Regions from separate parts of the Mus musculus genome. Here regions 2, 3, 4, 5, 6 and 7 are each linked to region 1. Evidence: chromatin contacts called from public Hi-C, HiChIP or PLAC-seq and promoter capture Hi-C data. All regions are on one chromosome and are shown on one strand. The core of a region is the stretch at or near the end of the contact, and the rest is flanking DNA. Distances in the headings are between cores, read along the strand shown.

Region 1 (2,940 bases), core at 183-2,682:
TTTCTGCGTAGCCCTGCCTATCCTGAAATGGTCTCTATGAACCAGGCTGGCCTCGAACTCACTGCAGCCTGCCTCTGCCTCCCTGCGAGAGCTGGGATTAAAGGCCTGTGCCACCAGCGCCAGATAAATAAAATTTTAACGCACCTGTAATACCAGATTCTAGCAGACAGAAGCAGAATGAAAATTTTAGGTCATCCTGGGCTAAATGTGGGGGAAAAAATCCTACATATATCTAAAAAGTAGACTCCCTTTTACTCCAGCAAGCTCTGAGTGAGTCTTTTTTTTTTTTTTTTTTTTTTTTGCAGATTTGTCTATACTGGTCCCATAACTTCATGTAAGTTCTAGAAGTCAAACAGAGCCCTTGAGTCATGCATTAACAATTGTGGCAACCTTCCGGCTGGAATTCATTAGCATGAAAAACTAACGCTGTTAAGGAATAGGTGAGCAGCCTGGGTAAGGAATGACCCAACCTAACTCAATATCCAAAAACGAATGAAGGGAGTTAAAACGCTATCAAGAAAAGCATGGACTTTATTCAGGGCCTGCCGTGGGTACTCAGACTCCACATCTTCCGGGCGCCACCCCGCCCCCACTCACGTGGGACTCAGAGCGCTTCCCAGTCCCGAGGCCACAATCTTGCAAGTTAACTTTTATTAAATGCTCGCCGTGGGCCGAGTTTGAACCTCTATTGGATTCGACGAGCTCAGCAAGCCCTGGACCTCGTTTCAGACCGAACCACCCAAACCCTCCCCCCCCCCAAAAAAGGAGGTGAGAGCGGTCGGTCCATCCCACGGTCTCAGGCCCGCCTTCTCTTTCAGTTCCTGCTCCTGCCCTCCGCCGATCAGAGTACCGGCTCAAAGCCTTCGTTTGGCCCGCGCGAAAGGGCCTCGTGCCTGGCGCAGGCCCAGGATCCGAAGCAGGTGGCAGCCGCGGGCGACCCGGCACTCGGCGGGGGTCTCCTGCGGACCCTCGCCCGGAAAGCGAGGCGACCCCGCCAGCCAAGCCCCACTTACGGCGTGCAGCGGTCGCTATACTCGTTAGCGATCGTCTCGATGCCGCCGGCGCGGGCCACAGCGACATAGCAGCTCTGAAAGCCCAGGTCTATGCCCACCACCGACATGGCGCCGGCTACTGCTCCGGCTCGGGCCCAGGGCCGGCCGCCGACACTGCACACGGAACCCGGCGGGGTTGGCGCGTGGAAGAGGGCGAGCCGCGTGGGCCGGTGGAGCGCCGCGGCTGGGCGGGCGAAGCCGGACGACCGTCCGCTAGGAGGCTTGGGGCTTGGAGAAAGACGGGGGCCTCTACCGCTCGGGCCGCGGCTCCGGCTCCACGGCCGCAGAGGAGGCGCCGGTCGCGGAGGCGGAGAAGATCTCGAAGGCTCTCGTTGCAACAGGAGCAAGGTTGCAGCGCGAGAACTGCGCTGAAACGAAACGTTCTCGCGAGACCCCGGCTCAGACGCTTTTCCTCCCAAGGCTCCTCCCGTCTGACGAAGTCTGGCGTCACGTCCTGGCACAGGAACCGTGAAAGGAAGTGGGGGGACGGAAGCGGTCCGACGCGAAGTGGGCCACTGAGCCTGCGCGGAGAAGCCCCCCACAATCCTCCCTGAGCTGCAGGGCGCCTCCCATCCAGAAGTCAGGCGAGCGGGAGTGAGACAGTTCTTCGGGGAGCTGCATTGAACCCACTTCCGCCGTGCTCGTCACCGCGGAGGGACTTCCGGCAGTGACTTTGCAGGCTCTCTGCAGGGTTTTTTTTTTTTTTTTTAAGGCCCCACAGTGAACTCGAGTTAATCCTGCTAAGGGCGCTAAGGGTTTCAGCTCGGCTCTACGTAAAACTCAGTATTAAAACCAAGCGCTAACTAAAAGAATCCGAAGCCACGCTTCCACCTACTTTTAACCACTCACTTCCCGTGATCAGACGAGGGACCTTTCAGTCCTAGGTGTTTTCCCTGAGCTGGACACAAGGGTCCAAATCACATGCTCCGTGGAGTGGGAGGTCTAAGACCAGTGTCACGTTTATGTGAATGCTAACACATTATTATATAGAGTAGGTGGGGAGGGGACAGAATGTCCTGCAGGACAGTCCTCAAGGATGACCTTGAAATTCGGAAGCTCTTTTCTCCTTAGTGCTGGGACCCACTTACAGCCATGCCCCCACCCTGCGTTAAACTAAAGAATCTGAAACTATAGTGACCACTACGTTAGCCAGTTGCGGAAAGCTGGAGGGGAACCAGCTTCAACGCGTTTCTGATTATTACCAACCCAGAGTGCAGGAGGAAGATCCTAAGTTTCCCGGTTTCTGGCTGTTTTGTGGCTGAGGATATAGAGTACAGTGCTAGAACACTTGCAGGCTCAGGGCCTTGGACTGGATCCCCAACACCACAAAACTGAAAGGATTTTTAAATTTCACTTATTTGTCACCTCTTGTTCATAGGTGCCTAACGGTGTCCAACACAGTAAACCGTGCGGGAGAGATGGCTCCACAGTTAATACGTGCTGTGAAACCATACAGACTGGGGTTTGAATCCCAATCTCGATCTGTCATCGAGAACCTAGCAGGACAAAGACAAGAGGTTAACTGGAGGGGCTCCCTGACTAGCAGCCTAGTCCAAAAACTAGAGCTCCAGTTTCAGAGAGAGACCCTGCCTCCAAAAACTACATCAGAGAGCAACAGGGGATATCTGTTCTCCCTCAAGCCTCTGTGCAGCACATGGCCGCCCTCACAGAACATGGCCGCCCTCACAGCACTTCTACACGTGGATGCACGCGCGCACACACACTCTGGATTATCACCATCAGGAGAGAGCAAAGAGTTTCTAGTCAAAGGTAATAAGTGAGGGTTAATAGCCTAAAGCCCCCAGCACCTGAGAAACTCCCTTCGGGTACTTAGGAGTAGAAAAGCTCCAGACCAGGGATCAACATGTCAGACTCCTGGCATAGATGC
Region 2 (2,940 bases), core at 310-2,809, 1.7 Mb before region 1:
CGAGATGACTGTCCCCATGGACAGATGGCTCTGAGGCTTGAGAGAAGCGACCTTACTAGATTCCCTGTCCTTAAAGCTTTGAGTTGTCACAGGATTGGGGGACACTCCTGGCATTCAGAAGACAGTCGAGGTTAGCATACACCTGAAATCCAGGACACTGGACACGCCCAGTAGTGAAGCTGCTCACTGTGAATGCCAGCTGAGGAAACCCTGCTCTGGATTCAAGGGTTGGGCAGGGGAATGATTGCTTGTTGGTTGAGACAGGGTCTCAATACATAACTTAGGCTGGTCCCAAAGTTGCAGCTCTGCCTCAGCTTCCCAAGTGCTGGGATTACAGGCTTGCACCACCATGCCCCCCACTACATCCAAGTCTTGTTCAGTCCCTTCCTCCTTTCAGCCTGTGCCTTCTTGGCCTCCAGGGTTGCCTTGAAAGGACAGATGCCAGAAAATGGAGAGAGGATGGGACCAAGGACAGGAAGGATAGGCCTTTTCTGAGCAGGAAGATGGACTTTTAGGTAGGTTTATGGTTAAAAACATGAAATACCGCTCAGTTGGGGAAGATGGAAGGGCTCTGTGACTGGGTTTTGGTGACAAGATGCAACATTGAGAATGTACTAATGCCACTGAATTGTATGTACCCTTCAAAATTGCTTGTTTTTTTATGTATATTTTACCACAATAAAAACAAACAAAAACCACAAGAATACAAAGCTGTTCTTTAATAAGTGCTGTAAGCATTTTGCAGTTTTCTAGGGAAGAAAAGAAATAAGCTACTGGAGAATGGGGCAGCGGGCTGGCATGTGAACAAGACTGCCCCAGTCTGCTGAGGGGCCTTCTCAGGCCTTTGTTCCAGGGTTCATCAAGACAGTCAGCTCCAGCGCTCAACCCATAAGGGAGTATCCCTTCTCTCCCACCTCCGGGACCACAGAGGTCTCTTGTCACTCAGTGTGCTAGGTAAGAGTTCAGGAGACCTTGTTTTAGTCCGGCCTCTGCAGCGGGCCTATTGTGTGCCTCGGAGCAAAGCCGTTCTTTTCTGGGCCTGTTTCCTGCACAGTACATAAGGTAGGACTCAGAAGTTTTCCAAACCTCTTCCTATCTGCCCACTGCAAAATTCTCTTCCTGTAGCGACATGTCAAGTTTATCCTGTCTAATCCTAGCAAGAATTTCTAGAGATCTCCGTGGTCTGCCCCAGCAGTGGCACCGAACTCTACAGCGCCATGCCAGGAAGGCCTTTGTCCTTCCAGGGTGCCAGTAATTTACCCTCACAGGGTGTCACGTTATCAGCGCAGAGACAGCAACCTGCTCGGGCGTGCCCCGCCGCAGTTTAGAGTCCCGCTCCACCTGGCGGTCTGGGGACACATTCCTGGGAGGGAAACCTCGGGCGTAGGAGAGAAGGGCGAAGTCCGACCATGGATCAGCGGAGAGTATCCGCCCGTGATGACGTGAACTGCAAGCTATCTCGCTTGCAAGTTCCGTAAACGCCCGGGAAGGGAGCTCCTGGGGGCGGGACCAGCACTGAAGCCCCACCCAGAGCTGACGTCGCGGGCGGAGGCGGAGCTAAGCGCGCAGCATCTGGGTACTGGCTGACCGCTCGGCGCCATGGCCGCGGACACGCGCGCCAAGGCCGTCACTCTGGACCTGAGACGTCGGCTGCTCAGGTACCGGGTGTGGGCTCCGAAAGCGCGTATAGCGCCCACCCCGAGTCCCTGATTTCCCCGCCTCCCTCAGCCTACTAGAAGCGGCCGTGAACCACCCCGCGACTCCGGGGCGTCCCCTGTCCCGTGGAGCGAGCTTTGCCCCTGGCAGCCACCTGCATAAGGAGCTGGGCCTGGCCTGGGGGGCAGTCATGTCACGGGCAGGGTTACAGGAAGTCTGCTCTTGGCCTGTGAGGAGTATCCTCGGTGCCACGTGGAGAGAAGCTTATGGTTGGAACTTAGGACTGGAGCTAGCCATTACTAACGGGGACAGCAAGGCCACTGGGTTGGCAAGGAATGTTAGGGGCTGAGATGCAGCTCCTAACAAGGGGGTTTTCTTCAGGAAGCCATTCCGAAGCCCTTTTCACTGGGACTGGAGGAGTCTCAGTGTGCAAGCAAAACTGAGAGGGCCACAAAGGCTTAGTTTTGTCTCAGAAACTTTCTGCTCCGTCCTGTTCACAGGAATGGGGAGGCAGGGAAGTTCCACCGTGCCCTGCAAGCTTTTGTCCATCCCAGAATCAGGAAGGAGTGAAGGGGGCTGTAATGAGTGGAGGTCAGTCTTCAGACAGGGTTGTCGATCCTTTGCCTGTCCCCACAGCTCTTCCTGCAGACTCTTTTTTCCTGAGGATCCTGTTAAGATTATCCGAGGCCAAGGGCAGTACCTGTACGATGAGCAAGGGCGAGAGTACCTGGACTGTATCAACAACGTGGCTCATGGTCAGTATGACGCCTCTCACCCTTGGTGAGACAGGGGAGGAGGCTGAGGCCATAGATCTGACTGATAGCCTGGGTTGAACAGAACTGAATCGGATGCTCAGGGGGGCACCCCAGTCTTTGTGAAAAGACTCCACACCATAGCTGTGCTAAACCAGGCAGGCCTGAGAGGTTCACATGCCAAGGTCCAAGCTGCACGTCCCACGTGGAACTCACATCAAACCAGGCATATATACAGTCCACCCATCCATGACCACAAATGTAGTGTGCTCATCTTGGCCTCGTGCAGGGTGCTGACAGCAGGCCTTCACCTCTATTGACTACTATAGGGGTAATAGGAAACTTTAGTATGAATTCAGCCAACTGGGCTACCACAGCTGTTAGAAGGCACATTGCAGGCAGGTAAGGGTTAAAACCCAGGACTCTCCCAGCACTCAGGGCACAGAGGCAGGGGGGTCTCCTGAGTTAACAGCCAGCCTGGCCTACGCCTACATAGCAAGTTTCAGGGACAACTAGGGCTTCACAGAGAGAC
Region 3 (2,940 bases), core at 273-2,772, 1.7 Mb before region 1:
AAACGACTCTAAGCTCACTCGTGGCAATCACCTCAACACTGCAATGCCTGAGTTCCTTAGGATTCAGAATCCTAGTAGATTGCTGTCAAATACCCAGCTTACCTTTTCCACACTAGAAGAATCTTTGAAGAGAATAAACCCAAACCCTCTTGATCGTCCAGTGTTGGGATCCATTTTTATTGTACAGTCAACAACCTCTCCAAACTTAGTAAAATAATCCTTTAAGTCTTTTTTGCTGGTATCCCAGCTCAGACCACCAACGAACATTTTTCTGCAAGTGAGAGACAAGACCACAAACCTTAGAAGCTGTAAAAGAATTCTGACACTTTTCCTGGCTGGGGAAGGGCTTATGGAGCCACAGTCCCATGGACCAGTCTGAGATGGTGCCCCCTTTCAAGTTAACCCTTGCGTCGCTCTGCAATCTCGACTCAACTGGAACTCACAGCTGAACGAGACTGTACAGCCACACACGGTACATACGGGACAAGAATGTGACCCATGACCCCTCACGAGTTTAAAATCAGCGTGCCCTGCACTCATGAATCTACTTGAGCTCACGGCCTCCCAAGTACCTGCCCCAAGGAACTCTGGGTTTCCCGGTGCCAAGACCGCCCCAGGGTTCAGGCTGGAACTCCGCCCCTCGACTCGCGGCAGGCTAGGCCCGGCCCGCTGCGCGCCAACTCCGCCTACGCAGCAGAGACGCAGCCCTCGCGGCCCGATTCGCGATCCGCCGCTTTTCCTCTTCCGGGGCCGCCCGCCCCGAGGCCCGAAGTAGCCCAAGCACCGCGCGAGCGGCCCAGATCGGCCTCACAGTCGACCCCGCAAACTCCTGCAAACTCCGAGGCGCGTAACCGCGCCCGGGCCAGGCGGCAAGCGCGCCAGGCAGGCACAGCTCCGCGGGCCGCCCGCCCCTCCCCCCGCCGCGTGGCGCCAACAAAAGACGGCCCCAGAACAAAGGCGGCGGCCCGCGGCCGCACCTACCCCGCGTCCTCCTCGTTCTTGCTGGCGTTGATCTGGTCGCCCTCCGCGCCGTTCTGGTTCCCGCTCGGTGCGGTCGTGGTCCCGCCCCCAGACCCGGCCGAGGCCGCGGGGGCCGCGGCAGCCGCGCTGGGCTCGACCGGGGCCTCGCCTTCGGGGGCGGCCTCGTGTCCGTTCTCGGTGGCGCCCGTCGTCTCCATGGGCTGCTCCTCAGCCGCGTCCGACATGGTCGGCCAGGCCGCAGCGGCTACTGCAACGAGCGGCGACAGCGCGTCAGGCCCCGCGGCGCTCCCCGAGCTCCCGCCCACCGCCCGCGGCCGGGCCGCTCACCTCGCCGCCGATGACGCCGCGAGGCCCTACTCGCCGCAGAAGGCGACGCGCGGGCTTGGCCGCGGTCACGCTCGCACCCCCGAGGGCTCGTCCGCAGCCACTGACTATCGCTCCGCTCGGCCGCCGCCGTACACTGCCGATAAAGAAGACCTTAACTCCGTCCCGCGCGGTGCCACCGCCTGACAATGCCAACTCGTGGAGCTCTTTATAATGCCGAAGCCGGGCACCACCTCGTAACAACGGATACTCTCATTGGGCAAAGCGAACCGCCACTCACCATTGTCCTAGCATCTTATTGGCTGCTTCTGCGCGCGCGCTCTAGATCCGGGCGGGCTTTGTCCTCATTTTAGAACGCGCGCGAGTCGGAGAACTGTCTACGGTTCCGGTCACCGGGCGAGCACGTCCAATGTCCCCAGCTGCCCGGGGTACACGGCAGTCTGTCATCCTATCCCTACATCCTATTCTACACTAGCAACCCCGGCCTCCCAAAAGAGGAGAATGAGCCGGAGGAAGTCCCCTAAATCCAAGGTCGCCCGGAGAAAGGAGCCTAATCTTGGAGTGCTCTAATCTACGGAGTGCTGCGGTCATCGGAGGCCTTCAGCACAGCCTGCTCCTAAACCTCGGCATCCTGAGATGCCAGGGCTCCTGCCCTCTTCAGTGAGCTAGCTGGGGCCATCCATGGAGGCCTGGCGCAGTGAACGTTGGACCGTAGTATTTCCAGTGTCTGCTTGACACCCATAGATACTTAATATCGCATTAGTGTTTAGCTTTGCCTTTAATTTTTATTTCTTTCCTTTGGTTCCGTTTTGTGTTTTTTGAGACCAAGTCTGGTATCCTCCGACTGGCCTTGAACTCTTGACCCTCCATTTTCACCCCCTCAGTGCTGGAATTATGTGCTGCACCACCACTGTGCCTAGCTTAATTTCACTGATTTTTAGATGATCCTAAATGGAAAAATTAAGAGTCTTTTCATGTAGCCCCAGGATATGATTACAGACATGTGTCACCCTGCCTAGTCTGACAACTTGCTTTTGGAAAAATAGCCCTGTTAAATGAGGTTATGGTAAAGAGGGGTAGTTTTCTTTTAAGCATTGACCATAAAACTTTAAAGGCCTGGGTTAGGCCATGATTCCTGTGTATGTGTGCATACGTTTGTGTTGAGTGTAAGTTCTATGCCCTGAGTGTGTAAATCAGACAAGGTATCAATCTTCACTTTCCATTTTGTTCTTTATAATTTTTTTTTCCTTTAAACAAACTAGCTGGCCCACAACTTCATTTTTAGACCTAGGCTGGTCTTGAAGTCACAGAAAACTGCCTGCCTGCCTTCTAAGTGCTGGAATTAAAGGTGTGAGTCATCCAATGGATGGATGGATATAGATAGATAGATAGATAGATAGAGATATATATAGATTTTTTTTTTTGAGACAGGGTTTCTCTGTATAGCCCTGGCTGTCCTGAAACTCACTTTGTAGACCAGGCTGGCCTCCAGGCAAATGGTCTCACAAGCTTTGGAGATTCTCTGTCTCCTCCCACATTGATGGAGTAAGCTGAAGTTAGATTTGTGCTCCCCTGTTCAGCTGTGGGCACTGGAGTCCTGAACTCAGGTCCTCATGCTTGTGCCCACGTGGCCCA
Region 4 (2,940 bases), core at 158-2,657, 1.7 Mb after region 1:
TGCTGGCTTCCTCGCCAGCCTTGTCCTCCTCTTTCTCCTCCCCGGCTCTTTCTCCTGTGTCCCTAACCTGCCTGTTATTCTCTGGTTTCTAGGACAATGACACCAGGGAAATTCCCAGCTCCTCATACACTGGCCCTGCCAGGCCCCTCCCACGGTCTCGAGGAGTCCTGGGTCTTTCCTTCTCTGGCTTCTCTCCCTCTGGCCCGCCTGACTCCAAATCAGAGTATCAAGCTGGCTCCAAACTGGGATCCTAGCTTGCTCCTCATCATCTTCCTGGAAGTGGGAAGAGATTAGTCCCTAAGGGAGGCAGACCCATAGGACCAGAACATTGCCCAATCCTGGGAAGCCCTACCAGGCCCCAATAGCATTTCTCTCTCAATCTACCCCATACCTTCTCATGTCTTCTAGAATCTCGCCACATTCCTCCCTCATTCTGCAGTCCAGAGGTCACTGTCAAAAGTCAGACCCAGCCTCTGGCCCTTACCTCCCCCAGCCAGGGACTTCCCTAGGCTGGCCCTCTGACCAGCTTCGGAAAAACTGGACTGCTTATTATCAAAAAAAGAAGTCCCCACCATCTGCCAGCCCTTGGCCCCACTCCCAGGGCCTCAAGTTCTCGGTGAAAGGTTCACCCTCAGAAGGAGCCAGTGGGCCTCAGAGCAAAGAAGTCTGGAGACAGGGGAGGGGTTCCTTCATTCCAGTGCTGAGGAGGGGCTCAACAGCTATTGTGTCCCCCAGGGAGCAAGATGGGTTTCCACCAACCTTCCTTGTTTGGGTTTAGACTTCCAAACTGCCCAGCTCATCCCACACCATCCCCCTCAAAATTCACATTCACACAGAGACAGACACCCAGACCATCCACAAACATAAACACTCCCATGGACCGATATATGTACCTGCTCCTGGGAGCCTGACACAAATGCAAACATGTCCTCTCACACACAAGAAAATATGGGAACAAGAAAGAGAAAAGTCCCCTTCACCCCTCAGAGAGAGGGATAGTACAGAAAAAGAGAAAGTCTCTCTTTCCTTCCCTTTGGAAAAGTTGCAGACATTCGGAGAGAAGATTGGTCAGAACAAGTACGAGGGAGAGAGACAGAGGTCAGAGGGCAAAGGAGGCTCAGGGAAGAACAGAGACACAGAATTCAAGGCCCTAGGTGGGCCCACCAAGCTAGGCTGGGGAGCAAAAGACCCCAGCTGGCAGAGAAGAGGAGGCCAAGCAGTTACTGACACACAGCTGGGAAGGTCTGGTGGCCTTGACATTACCGTGTGACGCTCCTGGAATCTGCCTTGTCACACCTACCTTCAGCCCAGGTCACTCATCCGAGAATGCACGAGGTGATCTGAAGATGTGCCCAGTGAGTGCGGCCATGCCTCCCTGTGTCCCTGTGAAGGTTGCTGGGCTTTCTGAGCTTCTGCAGGAAGGAGGGCTGGGCGGAGCTGACTCTGAGGCAGGAGGGGAATTCCCCCATGATGGAGAAGCCAGCCACCAGGCAGCCCCACAAGGCCGAGCTGAGGCCCCATCCCGCCTCTGGCAGAGCAGAGGGCCCTTTGCCAGCCTCCACCTGTTGCTCCCCAGGCTGCCTGTCACTTGTGGTAGATTCCAGGAAGGGGAGGGGGCTCTGGAGAAGAGCTGAGAGCCTGCTGGCTCCTGAGCTGGGCTGGGAATCAAGCAAAGGCAGGTACAAGGACACAGGCCACCTGGGCTGCCCTGCTGGGATGGCCTGGAGATATATGTTTCCTCTTTTGTTCAAAGTGGGGGATTCCAGTGTGCGTGGCCTTGGGGAAATCTCCAGGCATCCTGCTCACGTCCTCCTGTCTTGTTCCTGCCTCATCTGCTCCCAAGCATCCTCTCCAGAGGAGGAAAAGTTTCTCATTCTTCCCCAGATGCTGAGTCTTGCTGAGTCTCACTTGGATGTCCAGCCACACTTGGAAACCCTTGGCCCGTTCTGAACCTGCCAGCTGCAGTCTGAGCATGCCACTTCCTCCTGAGCTTTGTGTGATGGTTATTCTCTATGATCAACTTCACTGGATTTAGAAGTCTCGAGGAGATACACCTGGGGTGTGCCTGTAAGGCCTTTTCCAGAGAGGTTTTCCAAAAGAGGGAAGACCCACCTTGAATGTGGACAGCACTGTCCGGGGAGGCTGGGGTTCCAGACTGAATGAAAAGTGGGGATCAGGAGAGGGTTGTTCAAGCACTGTTTTCTGCTTTCTCTGCTCTTCCTGATCCACTAGATGTGAGCGAGCCCCCGGATGCACTTGCCACCACAGCTTAGAGCCACTCCCACACTGCCAGGCCTTCCTACCAGAGTGGACTGTATCACCTCAAACTGGGAGCCAACATAAACCCCTCCTCTAAGATGCTGCTTGTCAGTCTTTTGTCACAACAAATGACTGCTCACACATGCACGTGTCACTGACCCCCATCTCACTCACTGTCACACCCACTGCAAAGTGGGAAACTGAGTCTTGCTCTGTCTGCTTTCTGCAACTGTACCAGAAGCCAAAAGATGCTTTGTCGACACCCCTTGTAAACCACTGACTACATATATAAAGTTACCCACTGCCATTCACTACCTGCCACAAAAATGTCTGAGGAGATAGGAAGAGGCCACCTGGGTGAGAGAGGCTTTCTTGATTATCCCTAGTTCAGGACTGTCCTATCCAACTGAGTGACCATTATCCACATATGGTGGATCAAATGTAAATTAACTAAACCTAAATAAAAGCAATAATTGAGGAAATGAGGAAATAGCTCAGTGGGTAAAGTGCTCACTGATTTTGAGCCCCAGCACCCAAATTTAAAAGTCTGGTGTAGATACACACAGGCCAGTGCTGGGGAGGCAGAGACAGGATATCTGGGATCTGTGGGTCAGCCAGTCTAGCTAAACTGATGAGCCGGAGGCAGTGAGAGAACCTGTCATAAAAAACAAGATGGTTGTC
Region 5 (2,940 bases), core at 201-2,700, 1.7 Mb before region 1:
CTGATTAAACAATACCTCCATTTCCTAGCCTTTGGCTAAGAAGGCCTGAATCAAAAGCTTCCAGTGGATAGAAAGAGATATGAAGGAAATGTTAAAACTTCACACTAGAGGGGCTGGAGAGATGGCTCGGTGTTTAAGGAGGACTTGCTGCTCTTGCAAATAGCCCAGATTCTGTTCTCAGCACCCACATGGCAGTCACAACTTCCTGTAAGTCCAGTTCTAGAGACCCTGAAGCCCTCTTCATCCACTGCATCTCGTGGTGCACAGACACACATGAAGGCAAAAGGTCCCCATACACCTAGAAATAAGAAGTTTAAAAAAAATATCTGTTGGGTGTGGTGACTCACACCTTTAATCCCAGAACTAAGGATGCAGAGGCAGGCAGATCTGTCTGACTTCAGACTGGCCTGGTCTACACAGTGAATTCCAAGACAGCCAAGGCTATGTAGAGAAATGCTGTCGTCATCGTCGTTGTCATCATCGTCATCATTATAAAAGAAAATAAATAAATCTGAGGTTGGGTATGGTGGTGCAGGACTTTAACCCACCCCACCCCCCAACACATGGGAGGCAGAAGCAGATGCATCTTTGTGAGTTCAAGGCCAGCCTGGTCTACTTAGAAAGCTCCAGGGCAGCCTAGGCTATAAGAGACCCTGTCTCAAAGACAACAAACAAACAAACAAAAGAAAAACAAAAGTTCTATCCAAACAAACTCCCTGGTGATGCTCACTCCAATGACTCTCCCCATCACTTGCCACACTCTACCACCACCAGCCTTTCTGTTCCAGGGTACATCCAGTTTATTTCTGCCTCTATCCTCTTCTCGGAACACTCTCTCACATCTTCCCATGGCTGGCTCCTTATCTAGGTCTCCACACACGTGTCATCTTTTCAAACCACAGTATCGAATGCCCTGTATTTTACACTCAAACAAATCATATCCCTACAAATACTAGAAAGTTTCACATTGTCACTTCTTCACCTAAAACTGAAAGGACAGGAAAGCCCACCATTTACCCTAGGGGCATGCCACGACCCCGACTTGACCCGCATAGTAGTGCAAAGACTGACAAACTCCTACTTATCCTCCCAGAGACCCTCCTGCAGTGCCCTGCCGGAACCCCGCCACCCACTGGCTGCTTACCTCTGACTCAGTCAGGTGCACTAGGACGGGACGTCGGAGTCCGGGCGACTCCACCAGCCCTTGGAGGGTGTGGCCGACGACTGCTCCAGGCTTTGGTCGGGGCGCCCCGCACCCCGGGACCGGGAGCCGGCAGGCTGTCACCTAGTCTTGCAGCTCAGCCCGCTTCCGGCGCCGCTGTCATCGGAACCGGAAGGCGCGGCGGTTGCCTCTCGGGTGGGTCCGGGCTCGCCCATGCGTGGTGTCGCGGAGCGTGGGGAGACAGTGTGTCTCGCCCGCGGCTTTGCAAGGAATGCCGAATGAATCGTTCGCCGGAGCCAGGCAACAGTTAGCGCCTGCGCAGTGCCGGGACGCCTGGCCTCTGCGATCCGGAGCAAACCTGGGTTTCCGCGCGTCAGAACCACCGACGGGTTGTCACGAGTTTCTACCGGAAGTATTAGCTGGCGCACCTGCCTAATCCGGGCCCCCAACCACAGTAAACTAGGTCTTAAATGTCCAGGCTGGGATAGGGGACACGGAGGCAGGACGAGCGCCGGGAGTTCCAGGCCAGTCTAGACTACAAAGCGACACTCTGGCTCAGAAAATAAACAAAGCTGGGTATTGTGGTACCCGCCTATAATCTTATAATTATAAGAAGATCAGAGATCCAGGGATACAAAGTGAGTTAGGCCAGCCTGAGCTACGACAGAGAGAGGGGGAGGACAGGGGGAGGGTTAAAGTACACGCAGGTCCCTTGGTCCACCCCCAGCACCCGAAAAATGAACATTTTAAGAGACCATTACATGTATGTGGTCCAGTGATTAAGTATTTCCTGCGATGCATTTTGAACTAGCAAATAATGTTAAAGGAAGAGTCTGAGGTAACAGGGAAAGTGCTTGCAAAACAAGTGTGAGGGGCTGAGTTGAGATCCCAGGTACTGTTAGAAAGCTGGCTCGCACCTACTGGCGCGGGCCTGTAATTGCAGGAGTGGGGTTAGCAGAGACTTAAGGATTCTTGTGTTTGCCTGCCAGCTAATGTAGCTAAAAAGCAGAGCTCTAGGATCAAGAGAATAAAGTGGAGAGTGTTGGAGCGAGACTCCCCAAATCCTTCTCTGGCCCTCACACACTTGTACAGGCAAGCACACCCACGTTCACATCACACACACACAATTTTTAAGAGTTCGGTTTTTGTTCTTACGGGCTCACCTAACCCTATGCATCCATAGCCCCCAGCCCAGCTGCTCTCTGTAAATAGCCCCTCTTTAGGGGCAAAATGAAATAGGGGTTGTATACATGCCCTAACTAAAAAGAATGAAGGAGCCGGGTGTAATGGCACACACTTTTAATTCCAGCACTGCGGAGGCAAAGGCAGGCAGATCTGAGTTTGAGACCAGGAAAAAAAAAAAAAAAAAGAAAAGAAAAGAAGAAAGAACCGGGCAGTGGTGGCACATGCCTGTAATCCTAGCACTTGGGAGGCAGAGACAGGCGGATTTTTTAGTTCGAGGCCAGCCTGGTCTACAGAGTGAATTCCAGGACAGCCAGGACTGCACAGAGAAACCCTGTCGAAAGAAAGAAAGAAAGAAAGAAAGAAAGAAAGAAAGAAAGAAAGAAAGAAAGAGAAAGAAAGAGAGAAAGAAAGAGAGAAAGAAAGAGAGAGAATCTTTTGAGAAAGGGTCTTTGATACCTACCCAGGACTGGCCTTGAACTCCTTACATCACGAAGGACCTCTTTCTACCTTCTGTGTACTGAGATTACAGGTGTGTGCACCATCACCTGGGGTCCTCCAGCAACTCATGCACTCCCCTCTCCCCGCCCCCGTTT
Region 6 (2,940 bases), core at 294-2,793, 1.6 Mb after region 1:
AGACAGGATTTCCTGGAACTTGCTCTTTAGACTAGGCTGGCCTTGAACTCAGAGATCTGTCCGCCTCTGCCCTAGAGTGCTGACATTAAAGTCATGCACTACTATCATCTGGCTTAAGTTTTCCCATTTTATTTTTTTTTAATTATGTGTATACATGTGTGTGTGTGTGTGAGACCTGTGTGCTCACATGTCCATGGGTGACTGAAGACATCCTGCTAGGCCAAAGGCATCTGACTTCCCTGGAGCTGGAGTTACAGGCAGTTGTGATGTTTGTGCTGGCCTCTGTGAGAACAGTTTGTGTTCTTGATCGCTGAACCATCTCTCTAAGTCCCCAAGGTTTCTTCCTATGGCCACTTGGAGATTGTCAGATAAGAGGGCCAGGAACAAAATCTAATGAGGTATGGAAATGGAGGCTTAGCGTGCAGGAAAAAAAAAAAAAAAAACCAACATCCAGAGGGCAAGGGTGTGAGATGTTGAAAGAAGACAAGGGTAACAACTGTAGCAACCAGGCCAACAGATCTATATGACAACTGCGATTGTCTAGAGAACGCTGATTGGAGGTCCTGCCTAATCCCGACAAGGAGGAAATGACCCAAAGGACCAATGATGACAAAGTGCACACCATATGTAGAAAACACTTTTTAGGAGGAGCAAAGGGATAGAGAGGAGGAAGGGTGGAGGTGGGGCCAAGGAAGACTTTTTGTTTCTTCCAGGTGGAGCATCTTACCTGAAGCTGATTCCTGCCGGGGAAAATGGCCCAAGAGGCTTACAAACAACTGCCACCTAAGGTCTCATCTCTGCAGTCTTGGACTTAATTGATGCAGAGTGTGGCCAGAGATGTTTAAAGAGCTCCCAAGTGGTTTTTAGTGTGTAGTTATGACTGAGAATTGCTGCCACACACAGCAAGAAACAAACAAACAAAAAAACCCCACCTGATGTAAGACTTCACCTGGCTCTTAGCTAAGGCCTCAAACAGCTGAGGGTTTAAACGATCACGGTCAAGAGCACTTGTTCCTCTTGCAGAAAGGACCAGGCTTCAGTTCCCTCCACCCACATGGCTCACAACTGTAACTCCAGTTCCAGGGGATCCAAAGCATTAGATGTGATTCACTCTTACACATGCTTGCAAAATACTCATCTACATATAAAATAAAAATCTTTTTTAAAAAATTAAAAAAGGGAAGGCTAAGGTATCACACCCAGTAAATGTGATCAGAACAACTTGAAATAGAAACCAGACTGTTCTGGAGCAGGGTCTCGGGTAGCCCAGGCTGGCCTCAAACAATGTGGAGAAGGATGAACTAAACTCTTCCATCCTCCTGTCTTCATTTCTCAAACTCTGGGATTACAGGCGTGCAGCACCAAGCCGGGCTCGTGAGAGGAAGGGATCAAACCTAGAACTCCGTACGCGCTTGGAAAGCACTGTACCAAGCCGAGCCTCCTCCCAGAACTGGCAAATCAAAATTTCCTATAGAGGTGCAGAGGCAAAGAAAGGGCGTTTCCTCCGCCCATTTCGTTCCCTCGCTCGCCGCACGCCGGCGCCAGTGCGCACGCGCAGGCCCACCGGGCGCGAGCCGGCAGTCTCCGCGCGCTCCCGCGGTTCCTCTCCCCACTGTGGCCGCGGCGCGGGAAGGACAGTGAGCGGCCGCGATGGCTGACGAGATTGCCAAGGCTCAAGTGGCCCAGCCCGGCGGCGACACGATCTTCGGCAAGATCATCCGCAAAGAAATCCCCGCCAAGATCATCTTCGAGGACGACCGGGTAGGCTTGCCGCTTGCCCGGCGACACGCCGGCGTTCCCTGAGGAGCCGCGGGCCTGAGGCGACGCGCGGCCCGGCTGGCCTGGCCCTGCGCCCGCGTGGCCCTGCGGCGCGTGCCTGCGCTCGGGTTACGCGTTATCGGCCGCTCGGCCCGCCGCGTGTCGCGGCCCTGGTGAGGTGATGCGGGCGGAGGCCCCGGGAGGTGACGCCCGCCCGGGCCCCCTGTAAAGTGCAGACCCGTGGGGTGACGCCCACCGGGGCCCGCGGCCGCCACCCACCACGCGGGTGTCAATCTGGCCTTCGGGAAACCGGATCCTGCCCCCGGCGCAATCTCCGCGATCTCCCGCGCGCAGCGGTCCCCGCACTGCGAGGTGACCGGGGATTCGAGATCCTTATGCTCCCTGTCCCCTGCTCCGGCTGCAGACGTTGCCTCTGGGGACTGGAATTAGCCCTTCAAGCTTTTTAAAAAAATACTGCTTTAGGGTGTTTTGTTTGTTTTATTTTAATAGATCGGCTTCACTACTCTAGGCAGGCCATGAACTTGCTGACTAACTAACTGGGGCGGACCTTGAACCCTTGATCCCCCGCCTCCACCACCCATATGCTAAGGATTGCAGGCAGCCCACACCCTGCTGATCGGAGAAAACATTTATGGTGCAAGATCCAAAGTTGTATTTTTTCCCCTCCTTGATAGATGAAATCTCAGTCGATAGTGAAGACCAATTTTGTAAATTATTCCCTAGACAGTTCTGTTTATGGCTTTCAGTCTCACATAAAGCAGGGTGGGAGCTTGGCCCATTGACCAAAAGGTTTTATACGGGTTTGTTCAGTTCACTTTAAGAAACATGCAATATGAGAAAGCATTAATGCTACTGGTAATGTTCACATAGACTTGAAATAGTACTCCAAATTTCATTGGGTTCTTGAGGTGAGTTTTATTTAAATTGCCTGTATTTGTCACTAGTCTTAGAAAAAGGCCCATTTCATTTACAAAGTTTGCAAGTCTTTTAGTGTGTTCTGTAATCCCAGTCCCACCATCCATAAGACTGGCCAGCCTGTATTATGGAATAAGACCCTAACTCAAAAACAAAGCAAAACAGAACACTTGCAAAGAAAGAAAGAAAAAGCTTTAAACACAAAACCAGCATCCTGTGGTTCTTGCACTTGGAAGGTGGAGGGAA
Region 7 (2,940 bases), core at 282-2,781, 1.5 Mb before region 1:
ACACCTGTCGGTAAGGCTGTTGGGATGTGCCCCAGTCACAGCCACCGGGGGTATAGATACTGGAGGGGCCCGGAGGAAGATCCTCCCTGACATCTGCAACCAGGTGCCTGGTGAAGAGCGTCACCTACCCATCTCCTTGAGCTCCGAGTTGAGAAGTTCCAACCAGTACGCATCGATCTCATCCAGGTCGTAGCGGCTGCCTCCTGGCCAGTCAGGATGGGCACCCTCACCAAGTGTGGGGCTATCTGGGGACATCTGCGTGGGGGGGCCTTTCAGTGGTGGGAGGAGCCTGGGAAACAGAATGGTAGTGATAAAGAGAGAGGCCTTAGCTTGTCCTCCTCGGGCTGCCCAGCTGAAGAACTGGTTGCCCAAGGGTAAGATGGGTGTGAGATGCTGATGCCCGACCACGCCCATCCCCTCATATCCACCTCCATTCCCATTTCTTTCCTTGTTACCAGTCTGCCTTACAGACTCTATTAACTGTGGATCTTCAGGAACAGTACGTCCTAAGGGCTGTAAGGCAGAGTGAGGACCATGTGGGAATGACATGGGACCCTGGTTCACCACAGTAGCATCTGCTTTGCCCAGTTGGGGATTATTCCCAACCTGGACCAGCCCTGCCTGGTCTGCAGGAGGTGTCCCAAGTGCCATTCTGGTTAATGCCCTGTGCCAGCTACTCAGGGACAAGTGAGACAGAGCCAGCTGGATTCTAGACCCTTTGGCAATACCCCTCCAGGCTAAGACCAAAGATTGATTGCATGGCTTCATAATCTCTGGCCCTTCCTCACCAACAGCCTACAGGTCTTGAGTTGAAGTCTGGCTGCTTTCCCCAGGTGTTTCAGCTCCATGGGACTCTACTATAGAACCCTGGAGCGGGCTTTCTGGATTAGAGGTGCATGGTCACTGAGACATGCTGGCCACACACCTTGAACCTCCCCATGAACCACACAGGCATGGTGTTTCTTACTGCTTCAGCTTGCCTCTCCAAACTTCCAAGCTCCAACACTGTCTCAGATCCCATGCCAGATCAGTTTTCCCTTGGGACCAGGAAACCTGCTGCAGGCACCAAAGCTCCACCCTTGAATGTCTGTTCCCTCCAGTCCCCAGGAATACTACTAACATAATCTACCATAGGCATTTGGTGAGAGGATGGCAGGGATTAACAAAGAAAGCTCTTAGCCAAAGTGCTAGGCAGGTGGTGGTGGTGGAGGTGGTAGGCTGACTCTGTGTGTGTGTGTGTGTGTGTGTGTGTGTGTGTGTGTGTGTGTGTGTGTGTGTGAAGACTGCTAGATGTCAATCACCTTTCTACCCCCCCCGAAGTGGAAAATAAGGGGCACTTTGCCTCAGGTGGGTGGGGTCCTCCACACATCTGTGTGCTACCCGTCAGATTCTGAGGCCAGTTCAAAATGCCAGGCCTTCCCATACCCACTGGTTGCCATGGTTATTGTCTGGAGCCTGGCCTCCATCTGGCCAGCCCTGCCAGGCCTGAGAGGCCCCACACTTGCCCAGGAGGCCTCCTGGGGTCGGAGCCAGGGCTTGCCAAGGGCTGTGACTCAGCTCAGCCTGAGCAGGGGAGGGAGGGTTCAAGATGGCACAAAGGGCAAGGGCTGAGCTTCAGGGAGGGCCCCTGGCTTCAGGAAATGCCCTGGTGTCAGAAAGGGGACAGGAAGGATGCTGGGTACAGGGAGCCAGGGGTATAAGCAGAGAGAAAAGACTGTAGGCTTGGAAGTCATGAGGACAATGAGAAGGGGTCAAAGGCTAAAGGTTAGTGCCACCACCCACATGAGAAGAGTCATAGGTAACAATGATGGCAGGACCCTCCTCCCACGCCAAGTAAACTATCTCAAACAGAAGCCAACACCAAAGCCCTCAGTACAACCAAATGCTGCCTTTCCCAAGAAACTGTCACTTCAAATGAGCGTCTCTTAAAAGCACAGCCTGTAATTTTGTCACAATCCAGCTTTGTGTGCCCTAAACATACACTTAGTCAAGCGTTTGAGCATCCCTGTCTGAACAGCCACCTACTGCCAAATACCAGTCACACCTGCTTGCTTCACTGGTGTGGCCTGGCTGTCCCTTTGGGGAGCCAGAGCTGAGGGACACACACCAGAAAGAGCACTTCTCCCAGGCGCGAACTGACCTGACCCTAAGCCAACACCTCTTCCTCAGACACAGCAGACAGAATGAGCTGGACAGTGTGGAAGGAAAGCTCCTTCAAGACCTACAGGGGAGAGCAGAGGCTATCCCAGAGATGTAGACAGACGCCAGAGGTTTCTTTTGCCATGGACCAAGTCTAAAGGGACAGTGCAAATCCTCAGGGGCAGATTTTAGACCATGAGGTAAGCACAAGTGCCCAAAGGCCATTTGAGGCAGAGGAGTTGGGCTGGCATGGTGTCTGGGGGAAGAGTAGTCAGAGTATGCCTAATACTCTTACCCTAGGCCTCACAGGGACAGCCCAGGGTTTGTTCCTGTGGTCTGTCATTTCCTGGCCCAGCGGCCTACTAGGCCCCATAGGAAATTCCCCTGAATTTCCTGACTTCCTCATCTATAAAGTGGGGACAGTATTGTGTACCCTACAAGAATGGTCCCTGAAGAATGGCGAGAGGCGCTCAGTATCCCTCATGGTAGCTGCTACAAAGGCTTCCAGGAGGCTGTGCAGTGGGGAGGCACCCAGATTGGTGGGAAGCTGGAAAACAGGGGTGTGACGACCCCCTGAGTTTTAAAGTCTGAAAGGACACATTTGCCCATCTCAGCACGTCTGCTCTCAGTACAGGGAGGCTCTGCATGTCTACCTCATGCCAGCCACGCCCAGCCATGAGGACCCTGTGCATGTACTCTGTTAGTAGAATGATTGCCCAGCACAGGAAAAAGCTCTGCGGTCTATCCCAGCACCACGTAAACGGGATGTGACGGTCATCCTTGGATACACACCAAGTTCAA

What was found. Hi-C and Micro-C count contacts between places; a contact is called where the count stands out from the background. HiChIP or PLAC-seq counts read pairs in DNA pulled down with a chosen protein or histone mark. Capture Hi-C pulls out chosen DNA fragments and counts their contacts.
Region 2: a promoter capture Hi-C map of liver shows a contact between it and region 1, with 2.8 times the contacts expected there. The contact joins the promoter of Phykpl here to the promoter of Hspa4 in region 1. A contact is called at or near these places in 4 of 39 promoter capture datasets (liver, neural stem cells and pre-B cells), 1 of 484 Hi-C or Micro-C datasets (CD8 T cells), 4 of 115 datasets of contacts at active chromatin or transcription factors (bone marrow-derived dendritic cells, double positive thymocytes, microglia and 1 more) and 1 of 9 other capture datasets (liver).
Region 3: a Hi-C map of B cells shows a contact between it and region 1, with 7 read pairs. The contact joins the promoter of Hnrnpab here to the promoter of Hspa4 in region 1. A contact is called at or near these places in 2 of 39 promoter capture datasets (embryonic stem cells and liver), 1 of 484 Hi-C or Micro-C datasets (B cells), 3 of 115 datasets of contacts at active chromatin or transcription factors (bone marrow-derived dendritic cells, double positive thymocytes and large pre-B cells) and 1 of 9 other capture datasets (embryonic stem cells).
Region 4: a contact with region 1 is called in a Hi-C map of B cells, with 5 read pairs. The contact joins the promoter of Tnip1 here to the promoter of Hspa4 in region 1. A contact is called at or near these places in 1 of 484 Hi-C or Micro-C datasets (B cells) and 2 of 9 other capture datasets (adipose tissue and liver).
Region 5: a Hi-C map of B cells shows a contact between it and region 1, with 7 read pairs. The contact joins the promoter of Rmnd5b here to the promoter of Hspa4 in region 1. A contact is called at or near these places in 1 of 484 Hi-C or Micro-C datasets (B cells), 5 of 115 datasets of contacts at active chromatin or transcription factors (astrocytes, bone marrow-derived dendritic cells, large pre-B cells and 2 more) and 3 of 9 other capture datasets (adipose tissue, liver and pancreatic islet).
Region 6: a contact with region 1 is called in an H3K27ac HiChIP or PLAC-seq map of microglia, with 7 times the contacts expected there. The contact joins the promoter of Hint1 here to the promoter of Hspa4 in region 1. A contact is called at or near these places in 1 of 39 promoter capture datasets (liver), 1 of 115 datasets of contacts at active chromatin or transcription factors (microglia) and 2 of 9 other capture datasets (adipose tissue and liver).
Region 7: a contact with region 1 is called in a Hi-C map of B cells, with 5 read pairs. The contact joins the enhancer-like site here to the promoter of Hspa4 in region 1. A contact is called at or near these places in 1 of 39 promoter capture datasets (hippocampal neurons), 1 of 484 Hi-C or Micro-C datasets (B cells) and 2 of 115 datasets of contacts at active chromatin or transcription factors (embryonic forebrain and embryonic stem cells).

The regions. Positions count from the first base shown.
Region 1 is chr11:53,299,047-53,301,986 of GRCm38.p6, forward strand. It overlaps Hspa4 (heat shock protein 4), which reads right to left and starts at 1,433. Exons shown (of 19, transcript NM_008300.3): 1 at 1,014-1,433. The coding sequence starts at 1,120.
Region 2 is chr11:51,583,222-51,586,161 of GRCm38.p6, forward strand. Phykpl (5-phosphohydroxy-L-lysine phospholyase) reads left to right here and starts at 1,560. Exons shown (of 13, transcript NM_028398.3): 1 at 1,560-1,658; 2 at 2,293-2,411. The coding sequence starts at 1,600. It overlaps Col23a1 (collagen, type XXIII, alpha 1), which reads left to right. Exons shown (of 29, transcript NM_153393.2): 29 at 1-704.
Region 3 is chr11:51,605,359-51,608,298 of GRCm38.p6, forward strand. Hnrnpab (heterogeneous nuclear ribonucleoprotein A/B) reads right to left here and starts at 1,523. Exons shown (of 8, transcript NM_001048061.1): 1 at 1,309-1,523; 2 at 982-1,228; 3 at 103-271. The coding sequence starts at 1,205.
Region 4 is chr11:54,961,533-54,964,472 of GRCm38.p6, forward strand. Tnip1 (TNFAIP3 interacting protein 1) reads right to left here and starts at 1,408. Exons shown (of 19, transcript NM_001199275.2): 1 at 1,301-1,408.
Region 5 is chr11:51,634,446-51,637,385 of GRCm38.p6, forward strand. It overlaps Rmnd5b (required for meiotic nuclear division 5 homolog B), which reads right to left and starts at 1,451. Exons shown (of 10, transcript NM_025346.1): 1 at 1,145-1,451.
Region 6 is chr11:54,864,840-54,867,779 of GRCm38.p6, forward strand. It overlaps Hint1 (histidine triad nucleotide binding protein 1), which reads left to right and starts at 1,544. Exons shown (of 3, transcript NM_008248.3): 1 at 1,544-1,761. The coding sequence starts at 1,651.
Region 7 is chr11:51,831,125-51,834,064 of GRCm38.p6, forward strand. Jade2 (jade family PHD finger 2) reads right to left here. Exons shown (of 13, transcript NM_001357588.2): 6 at 129-289. Among named protein-coding and RNA genes, the nearest start is that of Gm30110, 23 kb to the right of the region's middle. Within about 2 kb of position 1,532, at least 123 of the 459 cell types and tissues checked have an H3K27ac peak or open chromatin away from gene starts, as enhancers often do. A contact at or near this core is called in B cells, where this site is marked.